2 separate regions of the Triticum aestivum genome follow, and region 2 is linked to region 1. The links are chromatin contacts, called in public Hi-C maps. All regions are on one chromosome and are shown on one strand. The core of a region is the stretch at or near the end of the contact, and the rest is flanking DNA. Distances in the headings are between cores, read along the strand shown.

Evidence for each region. Hi-C and Micro-C count contacts between places; a contact is called where the count stands out from the background.
Region 2: a contact with region 1 is called in a Hi-C map of leaf, with 3 times the contacts expected there. The contact joins the promoter of LOC123045081 here to the promoter of LOC123045079 in region 1. A contact is called at or near these places in 2 of 5 Hi-C or Micro-C datasets (both in leaf).

What each region holds. Positions count from the first base shown.
Region 1 is chr2B:392,001,305-392,008,977 of IWGSC CS RefSeq v2.1, reverse strand. It overlaps LOC123045079 (protein NRT1/ PTR FAMILY 4.5), which reads left to right and starts at 4,386. Exons shown (of 5, transcript XM_044468011.1): 1 at 4,386-4,693; 2 at 5,112-5,329. The coding sequence starts at 4,603. LOC123045080 (putative F-box/FBD/LRR-repeat protein At4g03220) reads left to right here. Exons shown (of 3, transcript XM_044468012.1): 3 at 2,085-2,799. The coding sequence ends at 2,405.
Region 2 is chr2B:392,186,945-392,193,781 of IWGSC CS RefSeq v2.1, reverse strand. LOC123045081 (vacuolar protein sorting-associated protein 45 homolog) reads right to left here and starts at 3,493. Exons shown (of 13, transcript XM_044468013.1): 1 at 3,196-3,493; 2 at 2,909-3,110; 3 at 2,395-2,474; 4 at 2,068-2,295; 5 at 826-951; 6 at 668-748; 7 at 433-574. The coding sequence starts at 3,285.

The sequences.
Region 1 (7,673 bases), core at 3,137-5,636:
GCTTCCGCGAGCTCTGCCTCCTTCGCTTTGGGCCCCCGGTCCGCGGAAGCCGCTTGGCGGAGCTCGGTCGCCTTCCCTTCACCTCCACGGTGCAGGACTTCGCCGACCGCTTCCAGGCCCTGGCGTGCCACGCGTCGGGCGTGACGGCGCAGCAGCGGGCCGACCTCTTCGTCGGTGGACTTCCGGATCACATCCGCGTGGACGTGGAACTTTGGGGACCCCAGGATCTCCAGTCGGCCATGTACTACGCCCGCGCGTTCGAACGCCGCGCGGTGGCCATCCAGCAAGCATCACCGTCTCGGACCGCTGGGTCGCTATCCGGGCCGGATTCCGTGCAGGGTCGGCCTGCGCAGGCTTCCGCGGCACCCCTGGCGCGACCGCGGCGCGCCCGTTCCGTCGGCTCACCTCAGCCGAGCTACTCGAGCGTCGCCGTCAAGGGTTGTGCTTCAACTGCGACGAGCCCTACACGCCCGGCCATGCCTGCCCACGACTCTTCTACCTGGAGGTTACAGACTACATTCCGGAGGACGCCGTCGCCGCCGACCTGGCCGCCCCAGCTGTCGCGAAGGTGTTTGACGCTGGTTGATCACCTCGAGAAGTTCAGCAAGCGCTTCCCCACCTTACAGCTCGAGGACGAGCTGTTTGTGCAGGCGGGGAGAAGTGTTATGACCGGTTTAGCCTATGGCCGTAAAAGGCCCATCGGGCAATTTTAGCCCACAAGTTATCTTAGGTTAATTCGTATGCAAGTTATCTAGGTTATAAATATATGCTGTAAGACTCTTTTTGAGATTAAAAAAAGGGCAACCTGGTGCATGTAGCTCCCGCTTGCGCAGGGTTCAGGGAAGGGTCCGACCACTTTGGGTCTATAGTACGCAGCCTTTCCCTACATTTCTGTAAGAGGCTATTTCCAGGACTTGAACCCATGACCTCATGGTCACAAGGCAGCAGCTTTACCACTGCGCCAAGGCTCCCCTTCACTCTTTTTGAGATTAAGCAATAAGAATATTATTATTCCTGTTGCCCGGCTCCCAGAGGAGCCAGAACCCTAGCCGCCTCTAACCCTAGCCGCCGCCGCCATCTTCCTCCGACGCGACGGTGCCCAGCCGCCGGCGCACCCGCTCATCGCCTAGCCCCGCTCCATCCTTCCCCTACAGCCTACCCAGCAGGTCCGGTAGGATCCCTGGTTCTACCAGGAAATTATATGGCTCTTGTAAGTGCTAATACTTTCATCTTCAAGTTTAGCAAAGCGGCGCACTATTTTCTAATGTATGTGACAATATATTGGGAAATGGGGATCCCAGGTGCCACCCCCCCTATATGAATATAGTATTAAAAACAATTACCAGGAAATTTCAAAAAATTCTGAAATTTTCGGATATCAAACCTGGGTGCCCATTGTCCACCCGTGCTCAGTTTCGTTTGGAATGAGTGCCCATGGTATCCGTGGCGAAGGAAATACGGTCCGACAGACGATCCATCCAAATAGTTTTTTCTATACATAGGAATTCTTTGACTTTTTTACCGAGATTACCATGGGCACCCTTTCTCCACGAAACTGAACACGGGTGTACAATGGGCACCCAGGTTTGATATCCCGAAATTCCAGATTTTTTTGAAATTTCCTGGTATTTTTTTAATTCTATATTCATATAGGGGTGTGTGGCACCCGAGAGCCACAAATCGTCATCCACGGTATATTGCGCTTTATTGCCTGGCAGGCTCAGTCACACGCTCAATCTTGATAACACACTTAAAGCAAGTACTTGGGGATATTATTTTCTTACGATATGCTTTTCTAAGATATTTCATTGACAATGAGTCCAAAGGTCAAACTGAACATCATCATGCTTAAGAATTCGTGTAACTTCTATAATAGTGTTTGTCGTACCAGTTTCTCTTTGTACAAAGAACATACATATTTTCTGCAGTATGCCGGCTTCAAACTACTTCCTGCTGTTGTTCTTTTGTAAATGTGCTGATGCATCTCGAAGTACTCGGGCAGTCTGATACATTATAATTTCGTCTCTTTTTCATCATGAAACATATCGGTTAATCTTACGAAGTTGATATGCTCCTCACTTCAGGCGCAGACTCCATGCCCATCGAGTTGCATTTGTGATCAGCCAACACACTGGAAAACCGAGAAACTTGTGCTTGATCGCCTCCAAGAAGTAGAAATTAGTGAACTATCAGGAACTGAACATGAACGTGATTTTGTGCAACGGTTATTCAGTTGGGCAACGGCCTTAAAAAAGATGACAGTATCTTTTCATCACTCAATTACGGAAAGCAAGGCCAAGGGGTTGTGCCAGATGTTACGAAGCTTCTCCAAATCGGAACTGCATATGGAATTTTATGTGCACCGCTGTTTGGTGGGGAAAGTTCTGTATGTTCCTGAAGATTAACACACTGATTTGCCAATTCTCACAAGCTTCTGGTTTGCTTGGTCCTAATGTTGGCATGCTCAGGAGTGGTGACGAATTCATGTTGCCAGAATATGTCAATGCTGTTGGGATTGTCTTTTCTGGGATGCGTGTTTATCTCTGTAATCGGTATGCAACTATGGATGCTAATTAATTTGCTAGAATATTAGCAGCTTACCCTGACTTCTATTGATGCTGAGAGCATTTGTTAAGTGGGGTGCACTGCTATTTAGTAGTCTCATGGTGATTTCTGCTAGTATGAATTTCTGTTATTGTAATGGTACCCGGGACTGGAAGGTCACCCTTTTGATATCTTTTGTTGGAGTTTGTGTAAGGGTATGATTCTTTCATGAATTGTGAGACTGAAATTAAGTAACTTGGTCTCATATATGGATTCATGTCATGAAGCTATATGTCCAATGGTCTTTCATGTTGGGTGAATTAAGATAAGCTGTTTAGATGGGAGATTAATATCCAAAGCATTAACTACTAATCAAAGCTGGTGGTATTTATCATGTGACGTGCACTTACGAATCTACTGCAGAGGGCAAATGTTCCAAACAAGGTTGCGAGAACAAGACTCCTAGCCTGAGGCAATAACTAGTCTTCCTGCTTATACTTTTATTCTTGTTGGTAGGTCACCCTTGGTTAATTATGTATGATTGATGGGTTGATGTTGTCAAGGCTGTGGATGAGTTTTGCTGAAATCTAACAAAAATGGGCGTCGACTCTATAGGTACCGTGGTTTCGCACTTGAAGACTCCAGTGGACAGTAGTAAAATAAATATGAAAGTTGAAGATATCAGTAAAAGAAAGACTTTTATGTGGTATCTTTGCTGAGGAAGTTGTGCTGACAAAGGACAATCTTGTTCACTGCAACTGGCAAGGAAGCAAGAAGCATTGTTTTTGTGCCCATGGCAAGACAATTAAACACCTCTTCTTTTAGTACAAGTTTGTGCATTCTATGTAGTCAGCCATCTAAATAATGTTCAATTTGTATCCGCCAAGAAGTGTTACCAGTTTGTACGGTCATTGTTCGATGACATACCAAATAAATTTTGTATGCTAATAAGGGTGGATGCATCTGCCTTACTATGGGCGCTTAGACCGTAGAAATGATATGATTTTCAATGTGAAAGTTCATCTCTGTTATCTACTGTTGGACGAATTGGCTTCATACGAGGTTTACACTACTCCGAATGGAGCACCAACCGGTGTTGACAATGGTGTGTACGCGATTGGAGCATATTATATTTTGTGTTAATAAAAGTGTCCTTCATCAAAACGGACACAAAGTATTCACGTGACGATGAATCCACAGCTAAAGTGGTAGTATCTTATTGGTAAACCAGCTGATATTGTTGATTGTGAAATGTATATAGTCTGGATGGGGTCACTTCCTCCTCAAATAACAGGGCTCGCTGGGAGGAATATGGACATGGTGGTTGATGTCACCGTGTCAAAAGTCTCCTTGTGGAGAGACAACATATGATTCCAGATTGTCAAGTTCTATCATCAAGGGAGTGATACAGTATCTGTTTGGCTTGCACCATTGGTGATGGTGGCGGCACGGCACCTCTGACATGTCGTGAGAATTTTTTGTTCCTAGGCTGAGAATAGGTAAAGGAGCGGCCCTGAGCGTTAAGACGGATTGTGGTTTCTTCACCGAGTATCAGCGATAGACATATATTTGAACAAGTCTCCTTTTTGAAGTCTCAAATGTAGAAGAAAGAATATTTTTTATTAAAAATTTGAACAAGTCGATGAATTTTCTTCATCATAACTTAAAAACCCGTAGAAGCGCATGCAACACCTTGAGCCCCACCACAAAGAAAACCATCCTTCCAAGCAATGGGAATGGGTCAGGATAGCACTGGCGCAGCACGATGTGAAACATTGGGAGCCGGGACTGGCCATTTAGCTATAGCTGACCGCACTGCAGCCGTTATTTGTAGCTGGTTGGTGGCGTTTCACTGTCCATTGGGACCTCCTTTCGCTGTGTCATTCATCCCGTTCCTTAGCTCCGTCCCTTGGTGCTCACTTGGACAGTGCCACCACCAAGGCCTCTCGCTCCTTTATTAGCTATATCATCACATCAGACCGACACAGCTTGAGAGACGCAGCAGCAGCAACCTGCAAGCAGAAGCAGTGCGGATCAGAGGGAGGGAGGGAGGAAGGCATGGGCAGCTCATCAGGGCTCGTCGACTGGAGGGGAAGGCCGGTTAACCCCAAGAAGCATGGAGGAGTAAGAGCTTCCATCTTCATTCACGGTATGGAATTGGAATTGGAAGGCAACACCTGCATACTGCATCCTTCATGTCTTCCTAAGTTCCTTTGATTTGCTCGCTCCAGTAGTCTTGCCAATCCCATTTCTGTCAACAATGATAACCTTCTTTCCTTGAGTTAGTACATACGTACGTATGTGCAAACAATTGATCTATTTGGATTTTTCTCGCACACACTTTTTCTCCCTTTAGCTAGCTAGCAAGCAGGTTTCTTGCATGCTTTCCCCCTGCTATGCTGACTAGCTAGCAGTAGCAGGTCACTCTCACTCCCACTTTTGCTATCGGTCGTGTGTTTCCACAAACCATACTCGGTAGAAAGCTTAATCTTTTTGGCCAAGCTTAGAGATGTTAATGGAACGCACGCTTCACTTTTTTTTCTTCTAATCTGTTCTTGTGCATGCAGCTCTGGTGCTGCTGAGCAACGCTGCCAACATCGCCAACATCATGAACCTGGTGACCTACCTTCGCGGCACCATGCACATGGGGGTGGCGGAGGCCTCAACGACGGCCAGCAACTTCTTCGCGGCGCTGCAGATGTTCTCCATCCCGGCAGCCTTCCTCGCCGACTCCTACATCAAGCGCTTTTACACCGTCCTCATCTTCGGCCCGATCGAGATTCTGGTACTATCTACTGCTCCATGCCCCATGTTTTTACGCGATGGATTTTGTTTTTGGTACAACTTACTTATCCATGGAAGTGGAAGGGGCTTTTATTATTTTTAATCTACATACATCAAGCCTCATGCATGATTGCTCCATTATGCATTTCATTCAGTAATAGTCAGTATTTCCCAACCAAGGAATCTAGTCAACGTTTTAGCCTGATAGCACACCTTGAGTTTAATGCTACGTACGAATACGACTAGCTAGCTAGCAAAGGTGCTGGATTTTTCCACCAAGCGCTAGACAAAGGTGGCATGGGTGGGTGCCATCGGCGCATCAACAGGAGCGGAAAAAGGAGGAGCGACGAGACGATCAAAGTGGCATACATACATAGCATGGGTGGGGTCGACACAACGGGGAGTAGTTGGTGTGACTGTCAGAGCTGGATGACCCGCTTTCTTTCTCGCGGGAACCAAAATATCAACAAGTTTCTAGAAGCCCTGGGAGGCTGGGACCATTTATATTGGCTTTTCAGTTAGTTTCAGCTGCACGCTTCTTCTTTTTAAGTATAAAATTACAAAATGATCACTCAAAACCGTGTAGATTACCCGGTTGATGGTCCGTTTTTGTCGTTGGCTTTTGCACTAGATCTTTGAAACATACTAGTAGTTAGGGTGCGCGCTTGAGAGGGAGTTGGACGCACGTTTTCATTTACAAAAATACATGGACTCATCGCCTTCATCTAGAAAAACATTTAAAAAAAATCCTCACCTCCATTTAGAAAAAGAGTAAAAAGGAAAAGAAGAAAAAACTTCAATGCAACCTACCAGCGAGCGCCACTTTCGTAGCCCTCCATTTAAAAAAAATTGTGGGTCATGACCTCCATAAGGAAAATCACATTAAAAAAATTCCTCACCTCCATCTAAAAATAATATCCCAAAAAATATTTTACCGTGGCCAACCAGCTTGCCCCATATGGCATAGCTGATTGGCCGCCCTTCACGCATGGATTTGATGTTCTACATTTATTTTTCTTGTCATTGAGTGTCAGTGCATAGCTATAGTTCTTTACCAGGTTGTGGATGTGTAGTCACTTTGTTATCAGGTTATAGTCACTTGCTTACTACTCTTGCCGATTTAAAACAAATGTCGCAACTTTGAATTAAGCTTAGTTGAGTTACCTCTCGTCCATGTAAGTCTTGCATTGCTTTTGATCTTATTTCTGTGGCCTGGTATCTTCTCTTACTTGTTGTAACATGCATAACACACGACATCTCTTGTTAAATTTCATAATAGCATGTGCTGCATGAAAATACTAACCGGGGCATGTGCACTAGTTAGATTTCCAAACAATTTGTCGTTAGCAAAATTATCTTGTTTTTGGTTTGGTCAATGGGGCTGGTGCCCCATCTGCAGCTCCTACGGTCCCTATCGTTGTGTTTCGCCATCGACACAAAAACAGCAGTGTCCCCTAAAAAAACCAGCAGAGTGGCCCTCGCTATGGAGCTTGCTACAACTGATTGTATGAACTTCTTGAGTTGAGTAATACATTATTCATCCGCAAAAAAAAAAAGTTTGGCAAAACGTCTCACCAAAGTGGGCCTTCTCGTGTGACATGGCAGCCGCCCTTTCAACACTTCTTTTTTCAGTTTGCAGTAGACATCCCAACTAATTGGGAGATCCTCTTTTTTTTTGAGGGGAATACCAAGTTTTATTTATCAAAAACCACAAATTGTGGGATACATCTTGGATCAAGAGGTTGGCCAAACCAGACGTGACGCCCCGGACCCAGTGAAAGCGATGACTTGGCTAAACTATGTGCCTCCATGTTGGATGCACGAGACTCGAAAATGAAACTACATTGAAAAGAGTTTGCTGGAATTTGTATTTCACTAATGACAGCTCCAGTGCTGCCCCTACAACCCTTATTGATATTATTGATAACTTGCTTGGAATAGGAGGAGATCACAAAATTCTGTAGATGGAGATCTGCCGCAAGTGCCAAACCCTCGCGGCAAGCTATTGCTTTCAGAGTTTCAGGGTCGTCCAGTCCTGCAATCACCAGAGATGAACTGCCAAGATACGCGCCGGTTTCGTCTCTGCAAACCGCCGCTGCTGACCCCCTACTACCCTTGCGGACACCAGCATCCACATTGATCTTTGCATGGTCTTGAGGAGGGGCTTTCGGCCTTCCGCTCCTGCTTGTTGCTCCAGCTGTAGTCACCTGGTGTGGTTTGACCTTCAGTATATCTAGCTCATCAATAAAACTGGTGATGAAGCCATATGTAGCGTGAGGGCTTTGAAAAATCCCTTCATGAATTGCCTTTCGTCGCGCTTCCCAGATTGATCGCCCACAACATAA
Region 2 (6,837 bases), core at 2,244-4,743, 190 kb before region 1:
CAAAAAATTTCATAGCATGTTGGATTGTTAGTTATGGGCTTATGGGCCATCTATTCAACAAGCGCTAAGATTTTGTTCAACTGCAGCTACTAAAAGAGGATAGTTTTTTATGAAAATATTCATGTTTTAAAATATAAACTGACACCATAACATAGTAAGGAGAGGACAGGAACACAATAAGTTCAACACTTAAATCATTAGATGCACTTGTCCATAAAAGTACCAATAACAAATAACTAATATGATAGTAAGGATATTATAGCAAGATTAATTATTCAAAGAAATCAAACTAGTTGAGGATAAGAAGACAATATTTAAGTATAAGGTGTGAAATTACAAATGAAATGAAAAAAACTAGGTAAATAGACACAATTTCTCCGTGATCCATTTCTTTCATAGGAAACAACAAAAGCAAAAATCCATATCACTTACCTATACTCTGAAAATTCTGGCTGCTTTTTGAAAGATGTTGAAAGTCATCTACCATTCTTTTAACATTCATACCAAGGTCTCCAAAATTCTCAAACATGTTCACTCTAAAAAAGTCATCTTGTACTGCTGATAGAACCACCTCCTATATCAGCATATTTCACATCAATCATATTTGAAGAAAGTTCATGCAGTGTTTTAACATGGTATGAAAAGAAGAAATTCAACACTTCTCAACCTGCTGATCTTTAGGGACATTAGCGAACTCCTTAAGATCAACTTTGTTGTTCTCAATTCCAATAAGCTCATGGACCATCGCCTATGAATTCAAATTTGTAAACAAATCAATAGAAAAGTACATTCAAAACAGCCACAGATTATAATCTTTTAGAGTACCTGATATGTCCACTGATTAAGTAACGGAGTAACAGGATCATCCCTTCTGTCAATCACTAATAATAAGGAAGAGTTTTCAGTTCTTCTAAAATCAAACAGGCCACTTTCCTGCTCATACATCAACCTCTGCACATTCCAAATTGTAAGTGCATGAGCAACAAGTATTCCAAACAGAAGTCACAATGGCATCACAAAATCCTTAAAACAGAAGTAAGGCATAATTATGATACAGAATTGCGTACATTTTGTGGCACAGAAAAGATTTTCAATCTTCCTCTACTTCTATAAATTGCACTTCTTCCTACTCCCTTTTGTAGAATATGAAGTTTATCATGAAAATTCTCTAAAACATGCATAATTGACCAATGATTGTAACATAGTGCCACCCAGAGGCACTCATTTAGATAAATTGGAAACTACTGCCCTTATACTCGTACCACTCCACCCTTTTACATGAATAAAATTTAACTACAACTTTTTTGGTTGTATTCTCATTATCTCATTGTTGGTTCAATGGGTCAGAGCCATACTAACTCCCTTCGTAATCTCATTGTTGGTTCAACAATTCTAAGCAGTCCCGGAGAATACCTATCTGAGACGAACTTACAATCGATACAACTTTAATTGATAAATAAACCATTCTAACATGCTCTAACAATAAAAGCCTAGATTCACGTTGTGTAACTTAAGATCATTGATAAATAATGAAAAGGTATAAAAGAAATTCAAGCTTTCAGTAAGAACTGCACAAAAATCCACCTAGGACTAGCTTGCAGTGTGTGCAGAGATGAACATATCGCTTGGGAGGAAGAAGAGGCTATATGTAACCATGCCTTCAAGATCAGACAATGGAAGTACAATCGGACGGGCATAAGTGATGTGGATCACAGCACAGAAAGCAGATATGAACAGAATAATCAAAAGAGTACGAAAAGAACCATGTGTCAGTGTAGGCATGAGGCATCATCACTACTGTATAAAGGTTAAGTGTTTCTGTTTTCTAGTGAGTTAACACCTGAAGATGTGCTAGAGTAACAAAAATATAATAGTTGACAGTGATCTTTCAACAGTTTCAATCATTGGGATAAGCATGTAAAAAGATTTCTCTAGAATGCTTCATGTTGTAATATTTAATATTCTTGCCAAAAAAAATATTTATATTGACATGTGCTGAAATCCTAAGTTGATGATTTTTTTTCATGGTCTCCATGTAGTAATATTTAATATTGACAGTGGACCCACCGTAGTTTCTTGTGCAATCCTTTTTGCAACATCTGATGTCCTTTGGTATCTAATAACAGGGCGACGCTTCAGAGCCAGGAAGACAGAAGCGATGCCATCAACAGCTCGATCGCAGAAGCTTTGCATACCAGGAGGATCAACCACCGTTGGAAGCATGTAGATGTGGTTATTGTGTATATTCAGAGTGAAATGGAAAGGATCAATGGCACAAAAGTCAGCATAGAACTCCTGCAAAACAAAACAGCATTCATATACCAACTCCATCCTCCCTTTCAACTCTCAAACACTTCATTCCAATGTGTACTTACAATCATGAACGACATATACCTGAATTTGCTGCACAACCTCCTGCTCATCAGAATCGGCAAGCACCTGAATCTGTGGAATCTTCAATATATTGGAGAAGACTGCAAGGAAACAAACAATAAATGAACAAAATCAGCAAAACTCTGCTGCGACAAGCCAAGCATTTGTCCCTCTTTCAGACCCCGCCACAAGGTACAACACTATCACCCAAACTGCTACATTGTATTGATTTTAATTTTATTATTTCTAGTTACGCGTAACTTTAAAAACTTCTTAGACAGTAGGGTGAGCAACATGTTTTCCAGAAAAGAGCAAGTAGTCTTGAGTAGTTGCTTTAGTATCTTGCTTGCCCCAATCTTCATGTGCTGGTTTTCATTTTGTTGGGGTTGTCTACCAAATTGTTTGCATCCCCATCGCAATCAACTCTTCTGATCTTCTCAAAGTAAAACACACAGAAAACTGAGAAAAGACGTGAACTAACAGGAATGTAGCAAGTTCACGGGTTGAATATAGCAAATGGGGATCAATTACGCACAGAGGTGGCACTCGGCAAATCGCGGCGCAGAGAGGTGGCGGCGAAGCTTCTGGACGTTGTCAGAGGACGGGCGGAGGAAGTAGACGGCCTTTAGGTGCGCCATGGACGCCCTGGAGCTGGAGGCGTCGTCGACCGTCTCCACGAGGAACACCTCTTTCCGCAGGAGATCCGACTGGCTGTACACTACGCTAACCATCCCCACCTGGAACGAGCCCGCGGATCTGGTGAGAAAAATGGGGAGGAGCAGAGGCCTGCCAGGGCTAGGGTTTCGGGGGGCGCGTACGTACGGTTTGGGGGTCGAGGATGAGGACCTTCATGCCGGAGATGTCCTGGAGCATGCGGTCGATGTAATCCCGGATGAGAGGGATCAGCACCATTTCTGCTGTTACTGCGCCTTGTTCTTCAGTGCGTTGTGGTGTAGGTGTAGGGGTTAGATCCCGAGTCGCCGGCGGCGAGGTCTCGGCGGAGCGGAGTAGGAACAGGGTGCGTTCGAGACTTGAGACGGCAGATGGCAAAGGGGAAAGAACCGGGGGTTGGAAGGAGAGAGTCGACGGCAGATGGCAAAGACGATCGGTTCGCTTCTTTGGTTCTACACAATTTCAGTTTGCAGCGAAACTTGCCACGCCCACGTGTATTGAAAGTAAATCTCACGAACTTTAACCAAATTTATTGAGAAAATTATCTATGTCTACAATATCAAATACTCCTATGTATCATATGAAAATATATTCATAATGAATCTAATAATATTGATTTTGCATTCTAAGAAACCTATAAGCTTGATCAAAATTTACAAGATTTGGGTGTGAATAAAAATCAAATACGCACCATCCTTTGAGTCAGAGGGCATAATAGACTTTTAAATCCCACCACTTCTTCTATTGTTATTATCAATTTTTTTTCACAATCACTAACATCACTAATAGGTTTGCAGTTGCTCGGCTGTCACGATGGACACCATCGACGCTGCCGGCATTGCCGCCTAATACTCCGCCGCACCACGTGTTGCACCGGAGGGCAACCCATGACGTCAAGAAAGCGGTGGGTGGAGCGTAGACCTAGAGCCGCGCAAACGGTGGTGGGCAGAACGAGTGGCGACGATCGCCGAACAGGAAGATCAAGCGAGCGACGACGGCCATGATGGGAGTCCGGAGCACGACGAGTTTGGCCAGAGCGCGGTACTAAGAGAGGGTCTGGTGCAGGTGAATTTGCGGGTACAAGGACACACCTTTTCCCAGCCCTTCCCCGATTTACATAGGGGTGGGAGAGAAACCCCAAGTGTCACATCCTATCGGGTGCCACGCATCAACGGCTACCTCCCCATGATGTGCATGACCTCTCGAAGACTGTTAGGAAGACGATGGATTAACGGCCCCACCTCAAAGACCAAGGCGAGACCAAGGGATGCACCTTTTCGGTCCTCCCACCCGACCAATTCAAGATCTTGGAGCTACAGAGACCCTAACGTGTCATAGAAGCGTTTCAGTGTTCTGTGACATCATGCAAAACTCGGATGTGACAATGGCACCCGAGAGGCGAACCCCCTATGGGCACTAGGCGGGAACTAAAATCTTCAGGACTCGGGCGCCATCAATCATGAGTACATCGGTACATGTAGCTGACCTCCATGGTCCCAGGCTGCTCGGGCCACGCCTGAATGAAGGGCGATCATGGTCCTCCATGGAGCACAAGTTGACCCCCTAACAAGAGGTGTCAGGCACCGAGACTTGATACTTGGTTCTAAAAAGAGATGTGATGTTGTTCCTCCACGATGTTGGTTGGGAAAGCCCCGTTTGGTCTGACATGCGGCACTCAGGACTCCGCTCGAAAGCATGGTATGCTCTACAATGGACCACTAGCCCCCCCCCCCGGCTGGGATGAAGTAGATACCACTGAATCTTACTCGACAGTGGCTCAACCGCCACAATGCTCTCACTCGATAGTAGCTCAACCGCCACAATGCTCCTACCCATGCGAGGTTGGAGCCGCTATGATTTTTGCCTTCTCTGTCTTTCAGGAATTCAACAATTCCCGCTCGCATCTTGACATGCAAGACAAGTGACACTAGGGAGCGACTGGCGAGGATATGACACTCAGATGCCATCAACCAAGCAATAGGTTAGCTACATTGTCTCTGATTGTCTCGATTCAGCCACTCGGGTCTGGGTGCCAACTAGATGCCGCCCCTACTTGGAACGCAAAGACATAGAGATCCACCGACACATGACATGGTCCGGCTAGACCAAGTGGCACGAGCCATTCTCTAGTACAATCTGGGCCATGTAACCCTAGTTCAAACGAGTATACAAGGCGAGTTAGGGCCCTCTCGGGAGAGACCTAAGTACCTAATACATTATGTAGCCATCTAACGCTAGAGTTTCCACCTAGCCCCTTCTTCTGCAGTTGTCGTCGCGGCTAGGAACTTGTAATCCAAGAAAGACCTCTCTCCAGCGATCTTCTCGATCGTCAGCAAGCACTCGAGTCATGTAACCACCATAGGTGGGAGTAGGGTGTTAGCTCTCCAAGGAGGGCTCGAACCTGAGTAAACTGCTTATCTCATGTGCTACCATCCCACTATCACTCCCCTCCGAACAAAATTTGTCATCACTCGATGGTAGTGTCGGTCTAAGAACACCAGCAACAATGGTTGATAATTTTGGATTCTTAGGCCTTAATTGGAACAAAGGGGGGAAATTGAACAATATAAATCTTATAGGGAAATTTATCTGACACCATCAAAAACAAATTATATCACGTTATATGTTCATACGAGATTCCAATAGAATCGTCTATTGCATAGGAATTTTAGAAGAGACCAACCTTATATATATTTCTTATCTTTGTGCCTACAATGCCCCGATTTTCCTTTTGTAACATTTAGAAGAGAAAATTTTAGTTTTTATGTTATTTTGGTTCATGTAAGAACCAAGGATACATGACATCTCAATTTTTCTTATTTATTTTAATTTCCTATGTTCCAAATGGGTCCCTAGTGTGTTATTTCCCCTAATTTTAGGTACACCCAAAAAGGGAACAAACGCTTTGTTTGTTTGGGCTATGACTCAAACATAAGTGCGTGTGAGATGGCTATTGAAGGGAAGCTGCTATAATGGAAAAGAGGGTGGATGATGCCTTAGTCCGACACGACACTGTTTTTGGGTGGGTGAGATAGCAAGTGTCAACATGCATTGAGGGACCGATCAAGGCACCCGCGGGAACCGAAAGGGAAGCGAGGTTACGAGAGAGCTCCGAAACTGCATTACAGTAAATACTATTGGTCCCCTTTGAAGCGGGCGAGAACATGTTTCATGGGAAGTCGTTTTAAGAAGCCCAGACAAACACACCATTGAATCCTTTAATTCACTAAGCTCCCAAGGATTAGAAGCTCCCACAATAAAATTGAGGTGTTCAATTTTAGATTTTTAACAACGATTTTGACTAAGTAATCGCCCTGGTGGGTCCCTTTGGTCGGCGCATGGTATTCATCCAAGAGAGGAGGCGGTGCGGGATTTGACTTATTCTGCACCATGCAACGGAGATGAGGGTTCGAAGGGTGAGCGACACTATAGAGAGGGAGTGATACGTCCATTTTTGCGTCATTATTTCCTACTATTACTTATCTTATTTTGAAGTTATATTTCATATTATGATGCAATTATAATGCCTTTTGTCTCTTAAAATGCAAGATACATCAAAAGAGGGACACTACCGGCAGCTGGAATTCTGACATGAAAAATATACAACGGATGGCAATTCTCTAGAGCTCAAAATGATGTGAAAAATTATGGAGATTTATTTTGGAATATATAAAAAATACTGGAAGGAGGAAGTACTAGAGAGGAACCTCGATGGCCCACAAGCTAGGGGGCGCGCCCTACCCCCCCCCCCCCCTAGTGCGCCATGGTGGCTTGTGGGACCCATAGAGGCCC